Linked DNA regions of Mus musculus: region 1 is linked to region 2. The links are chromatin contacts, called in public HiChIP or PLAC-seq maps. All regions are on one chromosome and are shown on one strand. Each heading gives the region's core, a stretch centred on a gene start, on an enhancer-like site or on the middle of the called end of the contact. The rest is flanking DNA. Distances are from core to core; before and after follow the strand shown.

Region 1 (5,256 bases), core at 95-2,594, 680 kb after region 2:
GGGAGGGGGGGGATGAGTATGTGGGATGTGTCCCAGGGCAGAAAGCCCTTCCTAGGACACTAACAGTGGGGTATGGGAAATCCTAGCCAGCTTTCCATTGCTGTGACGAATTACCTGAGAGAAACCACTTCCAGGGAAGAAAGGGTCGTTTGGCTCATTATCCCAGAGGTTTTGTATCATGGTCCCTGGGCCCTTATTGCCTTTAGGCCTGTAGCAGGTCAGTGACAAAGGCAGGCACAGCCCCTGTAACTTAACTTCCCTCTACTGGGGTAAGCTACCGAAAGCCCTAGCAGCTGCCAACCAAGCAGGAGTGTTGGGGCAGCAGCAGGCAACTGGAGCTCCAGGCAGACACAGTGCACTAAGGCAGTAGAGTCCTCATCACAGGCTGTGCAGAGCAGTAGCAGGCATGCGCGCTAAAACCCACTGAAAGCCTGCCTGGCAACCCCAACTTCTCTGCTGTGTTTGCACCTGGTGATGCGGTAAGTCACAGTGAGTCAGGAGTGAGGGAACAGCAGTTCCTCCCTTGTCCCGTTCTGTAGGAAGACAGTTCGCAGCCGGGACTGGGAAAAGAAGCGGGGATGGGAGTTAGCCTGTGTGAGCTGGGACTGCAGGCTAGAGAGCGAGAAGTGTAAGCGGAACCAAGATCAACCGAGATAGCTTCTCCTTTATGGCACACTCCTCCTTCTTCCCAGGGGACTCCATTTGGTAGAGGAGGACCATGCTATCAGTTGTCAGTGTGGGCCTTCATCTGGGTCTTCTCACTTCCTCAGAGGCCTGGAGCCCACCAACACTGAGCCCCTTCAAAGGGCCACATCTCCATAAGTAACTGTCTCCCTTTGGGGAGATGTTTGCATATCAAAGCACTCCTTTGGGAGAGTTTAAACTAATTTCAAATGAAACTGTAAATAGTCTAGATTTCAGGTCTGGCGGAAGTGATGTCACGATTCTTAAAGAGTTCATGGGTCCTTTCGGTCCTTTCTCTTTTCATTCTTTCTTTCTTTCTTTTTCTTTTTTAAGGTAATGGGTTGGAAAGAAGAGACATGACAAAGGCTGCCTCCCCCGTCCTGGCCCCAACCGCTGCCCAAGGATTTGGCCTCCATTGTCCTGGAGTTTCAATGCTGCTCTGAAAATAAAAGCTTTTCAATGCTGGGAGGTGGGGAGCGAATGAGCATCTCACTGCCCAGGCAGCTGGAGCCCCCTCTCCTCCAGGCCTTTGCCTGGGTCTTAGGCCCGGCTCACAAAGGGGGTGGTTCCTGTTCCGGGAAGGGGCTGGGCCTTGGGGGGTGGGGGGAGTGAAAAGCTAATGGGCTTTTGTGTTCCAGCTCCAAGCTCCCTGCTTCTGTTTACTGCGCCTCACCGAGGCCTGAGAAGGACAAATCTTGCGAAATTTGAGGGATCTGTGCCCCCGGTTCCTGGAAAAGAAAAGAAACCTTAAAATCATTAGAAAGGCAGAAGTTTTTCTGGCAGGCAGACTTTGTAGAAAGCAGAAGCAAAAGCAAAAAAGGAGGCCCAGACAGTGGGGAGGGCAGCTGGAGTTCCAGAAAGAACTGAATGGTCCAGAATCCTACTTGTAGAGTCCCACCACAAGATGATTGGTCCCAAGAGTCAGGAGTGCAGATCCAGCCCTGTGCCTTCACCTTCATACTGGATCCAGGCTTAGGCAGTTTACTCTGTGTGTGTGTGTGTGTGTGTGTGTGTGTGTGTGTGTGTGTGTATACAGACTCACTCAAGAGCCAATGGAAAATGACGAGTAAGACCCCACCCCATCTGTCTCCAAAAATTCAGGGAGGGTCAAAAAGCCATTCTCTACACAGTGGCCCACTAGCCTAAGAAAGCCTGGACTTCTGTTCCCATCCTGCCTTGCATCAGACTGGGACCTTGAACCAACCATACCAAGCCTTGGACTCAGTTTTTCCAATGAATACAAATAAATGCATTTGAACCAGTGAAACCACTCAGAAGGTGAAAGCATTTGCTCCCAAACTCCATGACCTGAGTTTGGTTCCCAGAGCGGAAGGTAGAAGGAGAGAACTGAGTCCCAGAAGTTGTCCTCACAACAACACAAGCAGGAACATGCGGGCACCTACACATAAGCAACAACAACAACAACAACAATACACTAACTTTTTAATAGAGTTAACAGATCAGCTTACAGGTTGTGTAAAGCAACCCTTACAATTACCTTCCCCTGTAGCCAGCATTAAGTTGGACAGAGCCACTGGAAGATAAGTAGGAACCATCCGCACTTGATGGTGAACACTTACAAGATGCTCCTCAGGGGCAGAGCACAGACCTCAGGATACGTAATCAGGGCGAGTCCAGTGTCAAATATGCCTTAACCTAGGCACCTGACTGTAAGCTGTTTGGTTGAAGTACAAAGAGAAGTGGTCCAGATCTTGCGGGATATTTTTTTTTTCACTTCTGTGAAACAGAAATGTTTGTCCTTCCATTTACTTAACTTACTTCCTTCCTTTCTCCTTTCCCTCCTCCTCCTCCTCCTCCTCCTCCTCCTCCTCCTCCTCCTCCTCCTCCTCCAACATAGTTTGAAAGTGAATGAGCTTTGAAAAGCAACAGAAGTCTTTCAAGGATGGGAGAGGTTGGTCTGTCTGCTCTCATTCCTTCTGCTGATTCCTAGCTCCGGGGTGAGGGAGCAGACACTGCACAGGTTCAGTTCTCAAGTTCAATGTCTTGTTTAAGAGTCCTGATTCCCTGCATCCCCTCTCACTGCATACACTCTCTTCTGCGGCCCACCAAGGGCACAAAGATAACTGAGACAGGACCCAGGATGAGGCAGCAGACAAGAGCATGGAGACAGGTCCTCCAGAGGCTGGTGAAAAATCATGATCCAAGCCATCAGTGCACTGCCTTCCCCCCACACCCACCCCCCAGCCCTTGCCGCTCCCCGCCCCCCCCCCCGGAATTAAATAGGAGAGAATGGATAATCCAGCACCCTGCCCCGCCCTCCTCTGCTCAGCGAGTAACCCTCCCTCACCTGCCCCTTTCTGTTTATCCACTGACACTCTCCAAGGAAGGCAGGTTCAAGGATAAGGAGGATGCAGTCCAATCCTCTTGTCACAGATTTTAAAGGACCCAAAAATATTTTTAAAAATTAAAGAAGTACTTCTAACACAGCAACTCAGGAGCTGTGAACTTGGAAGCACTGCTGACAAGGACCAAGGACCAGCTGCTGTCCCTCATTTTGCCCATCTTCTCTCAGTGTGTTTCCTGGATGGCTTAAAGCTGATGGAGGAGGGGGTGGTAACCCTTAGCTTAACAGCAGTTGGAAACCCCAGCACAGCTCCCCCTGGGTGGGTGTGGGGACCACTTTTGTTATTGATTAGAAGCTTCCAGGGTCAGCCTTCAGCAGGAGAAAAGGGCTCCCCATACTGTCTAGGCTCACTTTTTCATAGTTATAGTCAGCCACGAATAAGCAACAGATCTCTACAGACTCCATTTGGCCTGGTATATTTCATTGGTGGCCGAAGCAATCGGTAAATATCGCACAGGATCTGACTATGTTCCGTCGCGGTTACTGTAGCCTATGGAAACTTTTCAGGTGGTGTTGCCTGACTGGTGAATCCTCAGATAAAAATCTCCAGCATCCTTTGTGTTCTAAGAAAGCCTCCTCACCCTTCCCACTCCAAGGGAACAAAAGTAGACACAACAAGGAAATCAAGTATGGTTACACAGTTACCAAGGGGACTAAGAATGACAAGAGATTAGCCATTTGCCTTGCACAAGTCTCACTGAAAACTAGCCCGGCAACTTCTTTTTAAACCTATATAGGTTTGTTTGGTTTTTTTTATTTCTTTCTTATTGTATTAATCTGGGTATTTTGCCTGCATATATGACTGAGTACCACTTTCCTGCCTTGGAGGAAAGGTATATTGGACCTTCCCGGGAATGGAATTACAGATATGTGCCAGCATGTGGGTAATGCGAACTGAACTCAGTCCTCTGGAACAACACCCCCTGCTCCGAGCTGCTGCATCATCTCTCCAGACCCAAACCTGTATGTCTGAGAGCACAATATTTTACTACATCTTACAAACTTTCATATTTTGCTTTGTGCTTTAATTGCACTGAGGATTTTAAAGATGTCAATCTTCTAAATAAGGATCAGAAAGGAAGTCAGCAAACTACCAGCAAGCACTCGAAAGCTGTCAAGGCGTCAAAAAGCAAGCAGCGAGCTATGCTTAGTGCACAGAACGGAAGGTCACGGGGCAGACATGTAAAGAGAATTGAGGGCAACCTGGAAGGATAAATTATCATGGGGGCTCAGCCTCCAACTCTCAACGATGTCACGTTTATGTATCACCACTCCCATTACATTAAGTGACACAATTACATTAAGAGGCCATCGACATTAAGAAGGTCCCAGGCTTGAATGTCAATCAAAAGCAAAGAACAAATGTGCTCTGAGATCAGAAGATCTAGGCCGCTTGTGGGGCATGAGCGAGCAGCCCTCGAGTGTTGGCTGGTAATAAGCTACGGCCTCTGGTTCAAACCCATAAAATACAACGGTTAGTGACAGTGAGGAAGATGGCTCTGGTGAGCAGCCACAGGATGCACTATCTGTCTCAGTTGTTTGTAACATGGGGTTGCATGCCCAGGCATCCGTCAGGCAATGGCAGGCTGAGATAGTCAAGACGTCTGACAGGACCAGCAGCAAGAGAAGAAGCAGGCTAACATTTAAGCACTATGCCCTCCATGGGAGATGAGTTAGTAAGACGACTTCTGGAAGCCTCTAATGGATTTAGCCCAAAAGGGTGAAACTAAGTTCCCGGTAAAAAGCCACGCTTATGTTGGAGATTGGAGACTGACTGACTTGAACCTTGGTGTGTGAGAAGTTGAACTGTCACAGATTAAAAGCTGAAACAATCTTGGGCTATCTTTATTCTAATAGCCATTTACCTCTCACCTCTATACTCAAACTGACATTCTCCTGACTATCAGTTAAAACCTATAGAATGTATTAGTGTAGCACACCCCCAGATGCCACCAATCTATCAGATCGATAGCAGACTCCTCCTACAGCTGCCTTTGTGCTGATGTCCCCATGAGTGAATCTGGAAACATACTGATCTGTGACAGTGTTTGTTCTATGACTATAAAAGCATATGTAACCATTTTGATGGTAATCTATGCCAATGGAGGCAACCTGAATTTCTGTTGTTGTTCATAACTCCTATTTATTTCTAAAAAAGGAACAGCTTCTCTCTCTCCTTCCCTCCCTCCCTCCCTCTCTCCCTTTCC
Region 2 (4,592 bases), core at 486-2,985:
TCCATCCCACAGCTCAGCACATCTAAAGGGGTCAAGGTATTCGTGTAAGATATAGTTTGCTTTGAGAAGAAGCCTCAGCCACTGTAGACCACTGTGGGTCGTGGGAACTGTGTGCACCCCTGTGTACCTCAGAGACTCTGAGCCACAGCAGCCTCTAAAGGAGGATTCAATGTAGGAGGTTGAGGCAGGGGAACCATGAATTCCAAACCAGCTTGGGAGTTCTACAACTACATAATGAGCTCATCCACACTACATAATGAGTTCAAGTCCAACCTGGGTTACAAAACAAGGCCCCATCTCAGACGGAAAAGGTTTTTGTTTGTTAATCCACCCGAGTCTTGGGAGGGTAGATTGTGCTGTAAAAATCCAGGTCAGGGGAATGGTGACATGTGTGGAGATTAGAGAGTCAGAAAGAGAGCTCCAAGCATGGGACCTGGGGTAAGTTGGGGTTCCAGTTTGCATTTTGCACAAACATTGTGCAAATTGTTCACAATTGTCCATTTTAAAAGATCTTCCCCCTCCATAATTTCAAGAAAAAATTAGAACAGCGATGATTTTTACAGAGATTCCCCTATTCTCTTCCTCTGCAAGCTTCTTCCTTACTTGGTCAGTACCTCTCCAGGAGAGTGGTGCGGTGTACAGGTAAGAAAAAGAATCCAGCCTGAAGCAGATCTTTACTCCTTGACAAAGAGTTGCATTCTGCAAATGCAGTACCCAGTCTGTCCACTGGGCGGCGGGTACAGCCACGCAATGTCCAGGGCAGGTTAGCTGTGGCGGGCTGAGTGGAAAGGCTTTCTAGGAAATGAAATATTTCTGCTCTGCACAGCTAGCTCATGGTCAATCTGATGGTTTTGTTTGTTTGATTGTTTGTTTTTGTTTTTAAATTTGCAAGCTCCTAGATACTTGAACAAGCCTATCTCTGCTTATAACATGAAAGAGACAAGCAATAGAGCGATGTTAAGAGATGAGAGAAGGTCCCCCAAAAAGCGGACAGCTGCAGGCAGCTCCATTGGAACAAAAGACCAGGAAGAGTCTGGGATCCACTTGTCCGGCAGCCCACGGCCACCTAGGCACTCTGGGTAAGTTAGGGAGACCACAGTATCAGGGACCAGCCAGCTAGAAAATTCCACCACAGCTGACTAACCAACGGCTTATTTATGCAGTTTACATGTGAGGTATGCATCTGGCCTGCTAGGAAGGGAAAAGAAAGTTCAGAATTGAGAATAAATATACGTTAATTTTTTAATTAAAAAAAAAAACAACAACCAAAAAACATTTTTTTTTTCCTTCTCAAGTCAATTCACACTAGGCTCTCAGAAAGTTAGACCTTCAGGGAAGACCTAGCTTGCCAGTGGATATTCATCCATGAGAACCTACTCTTGAGAGGACGTTCGATTCAGTTCTTCATCGTGGTATATGTCATGGTATATGTCCATAGCTCCAAGTCCTTGAATGGCCCAGGAGTAGGAAAAGAGACAGTATCAGCGTGCTCAGTGAGTGCTGGCGATGGGCGGAGTTCCGGAAGTGTGCGCCTTCCTTCAAGCATTCCGCTCTTCCGACTGATGACAACCTGCCAGGCTCCAGGGATGCCTCCATAACAAAGCACCTCGCGGACTTTGTGTTTAAGTGGGAGGTGCAGACTGAGGAATACAGCATCATCCAGTGAGAGTTAACTGCTCCAGAGGCGGTTGTGCGGGCAGGAAGAGGCCAGTGTGTGTAGGGGTGGGGTGGGGGTGGGAGGGAGAGTCGAACATTTAAATGTTGCTCCAAGGCATCTGCCTCAGAGGATATCCCTGCTGGGTGAGGTCACTGGGTGAGGAAATCCCGCCCTCAAAGCCTCTTGCCCAAGCTGCTGATTTCACTTGCGCATGAGTTTGATCAGCACACCGTTCGATCAGCACAGAGGTCTGACTGCATGAGGCATCTTTATTAATTGTGGACTCTCAGAAATTTCTACCCAGTGAGTTAATGAGAGCCAGGGAAGCGCTGGCTCTGCAGTGAGCCTTAGGTTAGTGCAGCACTCAGGTTCACAACATGTAGGTCAGGACCCCTGGGGAAATCAATGACCCTTTCACAGGGGGTCCCTAAAACCATCGGAAAACACAGATATTTACATTATGATTCTTAACAGTAGCAGAATTAGTTATGAAGTAGCAACAGAATTAATGAACAGAAGTTCATTGGTGTATATCTCTCTATGAAGTCATGACAAGCCGAGACCAGAGAAGAAAGCAAGGTGCACCAATGCCAGGGTGTCATCAGTGAAGACCAGCAAGGTGAACCCCAATAAAGGCTAGCAAAGTGAACCCCGATAAAGACCAGCAAGGTGAACCCCGATAAAGGGCAGCAAGGTGAACCCCGATAAAGGACAGCAAGGTGAACCCCGATAAAGACCAGCAAGGTGAGCCCCAATAAAGACCAGCAAGGTGAACCCTGATAAAGACCAGCAAGGTGAACCCATGCCAGAGCATCATCCACTGTCTGTTGGCTATACTTACACTTTTTAAACATCACATGTGCTCTTAAGTCTCTGCTCCAGCAAACATCACATGTCCTTTCACCAGACAGCTTCCAGAAAAACACCACATGACACAACTGAATCTCCAACAAAACCAGAAAATTCCACTTCACCCAGGGTCAGGCTCAGGCTTTTTGTCAGTTTTCTCTCTTGAGGGTGAACTCAGGGGACCCATGAGAAATATAGAAACTCTTCTGAGAGAAGCCCCCATGACCTAAGGACGTCCCATTAGTTGTATCTCTTATAGGTCCTATTCCCTTTTAACATTGCCACAGTGGAACCAACCTTCCATCATGCAAGCTTTGAGGGACAAACATGTCCAAACACACCAATGCTTACCTCAGTAAGGAGCAAAGAGTTGCTGCATCCATTTATACTGGCAGCAGGTCATTTGTTTTGAGTGTTTCTGAACAAAGCTGTCAGGAAGTTAATGTGCTCTGTTCAACTGCACTTGAGTTGAGTCTGATGACCCCCCACCCCTACCCCAGCCAGATAGCTAATTTTAGAATGCATGCAAGGCTTTTGAGACTGTCGGATATTCTGAGGCTGGGGTCCCTGAGCACAAGGACATGCTGACCCTTATGATGAGACCACTGAAGGTCATTCCTCTTTTAAGTACCACATGTGTGGATATGTAATCAGCTGTTGGTTATGGCGCTTGAGCCAGTTCTCTGCATAAGGTGAGAGTCGGATAATGGCATGCAGACAGAGCCACTGTGTCTGGAGAACAGCCACATTCCTGAGTTACATGATTGGATCAGCTTCTCTCTCTTCAGCTTTAGCTCTCTTGGTTTCTCCAAATCAGCTGTGTAGTTCCTGAGAGGTCTGTGTGCTGATAGGAAGGCAGGATGTTCTTCATGTCACCTTGTTGTCTGTTACTGTTGGGTTCCTGTGAACAAGAGACTCGAAGATTCTCTCTCTCTCTCTCTCTCTCTCTCTCTCTCTCTCTCTCTCTCTCTCTCTCTCTCTCTCTCTCTCTTTTCATGCCCAAATTGGAGATTATGAAGGCCATAAGGTAAATATATCCAGTATTTAAAAAAAAAAAAAAACTTCAAAATAAAGTCATTGTTTCTCTTCCAGTACTTATGCTTCAATCTAGCATCCCCCAAAGCATTAAAATTTTGTCAGGATTTCAAATGCGCCATTTTACCACAAGAGGGTGTATTTGACCTTTGTCAACAATAAAGACTAATATTTAAAGCCTCTCTTTATAGACAGGGACTTTTCAGAGAGCTTAATATGTAAGAGATGAATTCCAAATGTCATCAAATTACTTAGGAAAGTTCTTCATGTGTGCATGCGTGTGTGTCTGTGTGTGTGCACATGTGTGTCCAGGAAGTCTGTGGATCCTTCCCATGTGTTTTCTGATGACTTGAGAATGGGAACCATATTCTGACAACAGTTCTTCTTCCACCAACAAGTAAATCTGCGGCATTAACAGGAGAGATTGTCCCATAAAGAAGACAAGGGTTCTCATTTGGAATCCATTAAAAAATACCTTAGCTCAAGAGTATTGTTGCTAATGTCTCTCCTTTTGTTGCAGGTTTAATATCTCACAGGTGGTGGGTTCAAGACCCGTAGCATCAAGTCCAGGGTGCCTTCTGTTTTACACATCCCTGTTTGGCAATTGGATTTTTAGTTTCTATTCAGATTTCTAACTAGTGTTCTTTTCTTGACACCAAAGGAGACCCAGTGTCCATCTCCTCCCCAGCTGGGACATCTTTGGGTATCATCTCAGGGTGGGATTGCAAGCTTGTGCCACCAAATCACTAAGTGTGCCACATCTTATTCCTTTGTTGTTTTTATCCATTTGCCCACATCTATAATGCCAGAACGAGAAACGACTTGAAGAAAGTGGGAATTTTGAACTTGAAGTTTTCATGGTTACTTAGTAGGCTGGCTGTCTTGGGTCCGTTATGTACAGCTTATGTGCTACCATTTAGCCTTAGTCAGATTTTGTGTTGCTGTGACCAGATACCTGTTGGAAATAAGTTAAAGCAGGGAGGATTCATTCTGGTGTGTGGCACAGAAGTTTCAGATCATGGTGGGAAGGTCACTGGGGACAGAGCAATTC

What was found. HiChIP or PLAC-seq counts read pairs in DNA pulled down with a chosen protein or histone mark.
Region 1: an H3K27ac HiChIP or PLAC-seq map of embryonic stem cells shows a contact between it and region 2, with 4 times the contacts expected there. The contact joins two enhancer-like sites. A contact is called at or near these places in 2 of 484 Hi-C or Micro-C datasets (cortical neurons and embryonic stem cells), 2 of 115 datasets of contacts at active chromatin or transcription factors (both in embryonic stem cells) and 1 of 9 other capture datasets (embryonic stem cells).

The regions. Positions count from the first base shown.
Region 1 is chr11:63,897,452-63,902,707 of GRCm38.p6, forward strand. All of the region lies in intron 1 of Hs3st3b1 (heparan sulfate (glucosamine) 3-O-sulfotransferase 3B1), which reads right to left. Among named protein-coding and RNA genes, the nearest start is that of Hs3st3b1, 22 kb to the right of the region's middle. Within about 2 kb of position 1,345, at least 62 of the 459 cell types and tissues checked have an H3K27ac peak or open chromatin away from gene starts, as enhancers often do. A contact at or near this core is called in embryonic stem cells, where this site is marked.
Region 2 is chr11:63,212,521-63,217,112 of GRCm38.p6, forward strand. No RefSeq gene overlaps it. Among named protein-coding and RNA genes, the nearest start is that of Gm29851, 35 kb to the right of the region's middle. Within about 2 kb of position 1,736, at least 13 of the 459 cell types and tissues checked have an H3K27ac peak or open chromatin away from gene starts, as enhancers often do. A contact at or near this core is called in embryonic stem cells, where this site is marked.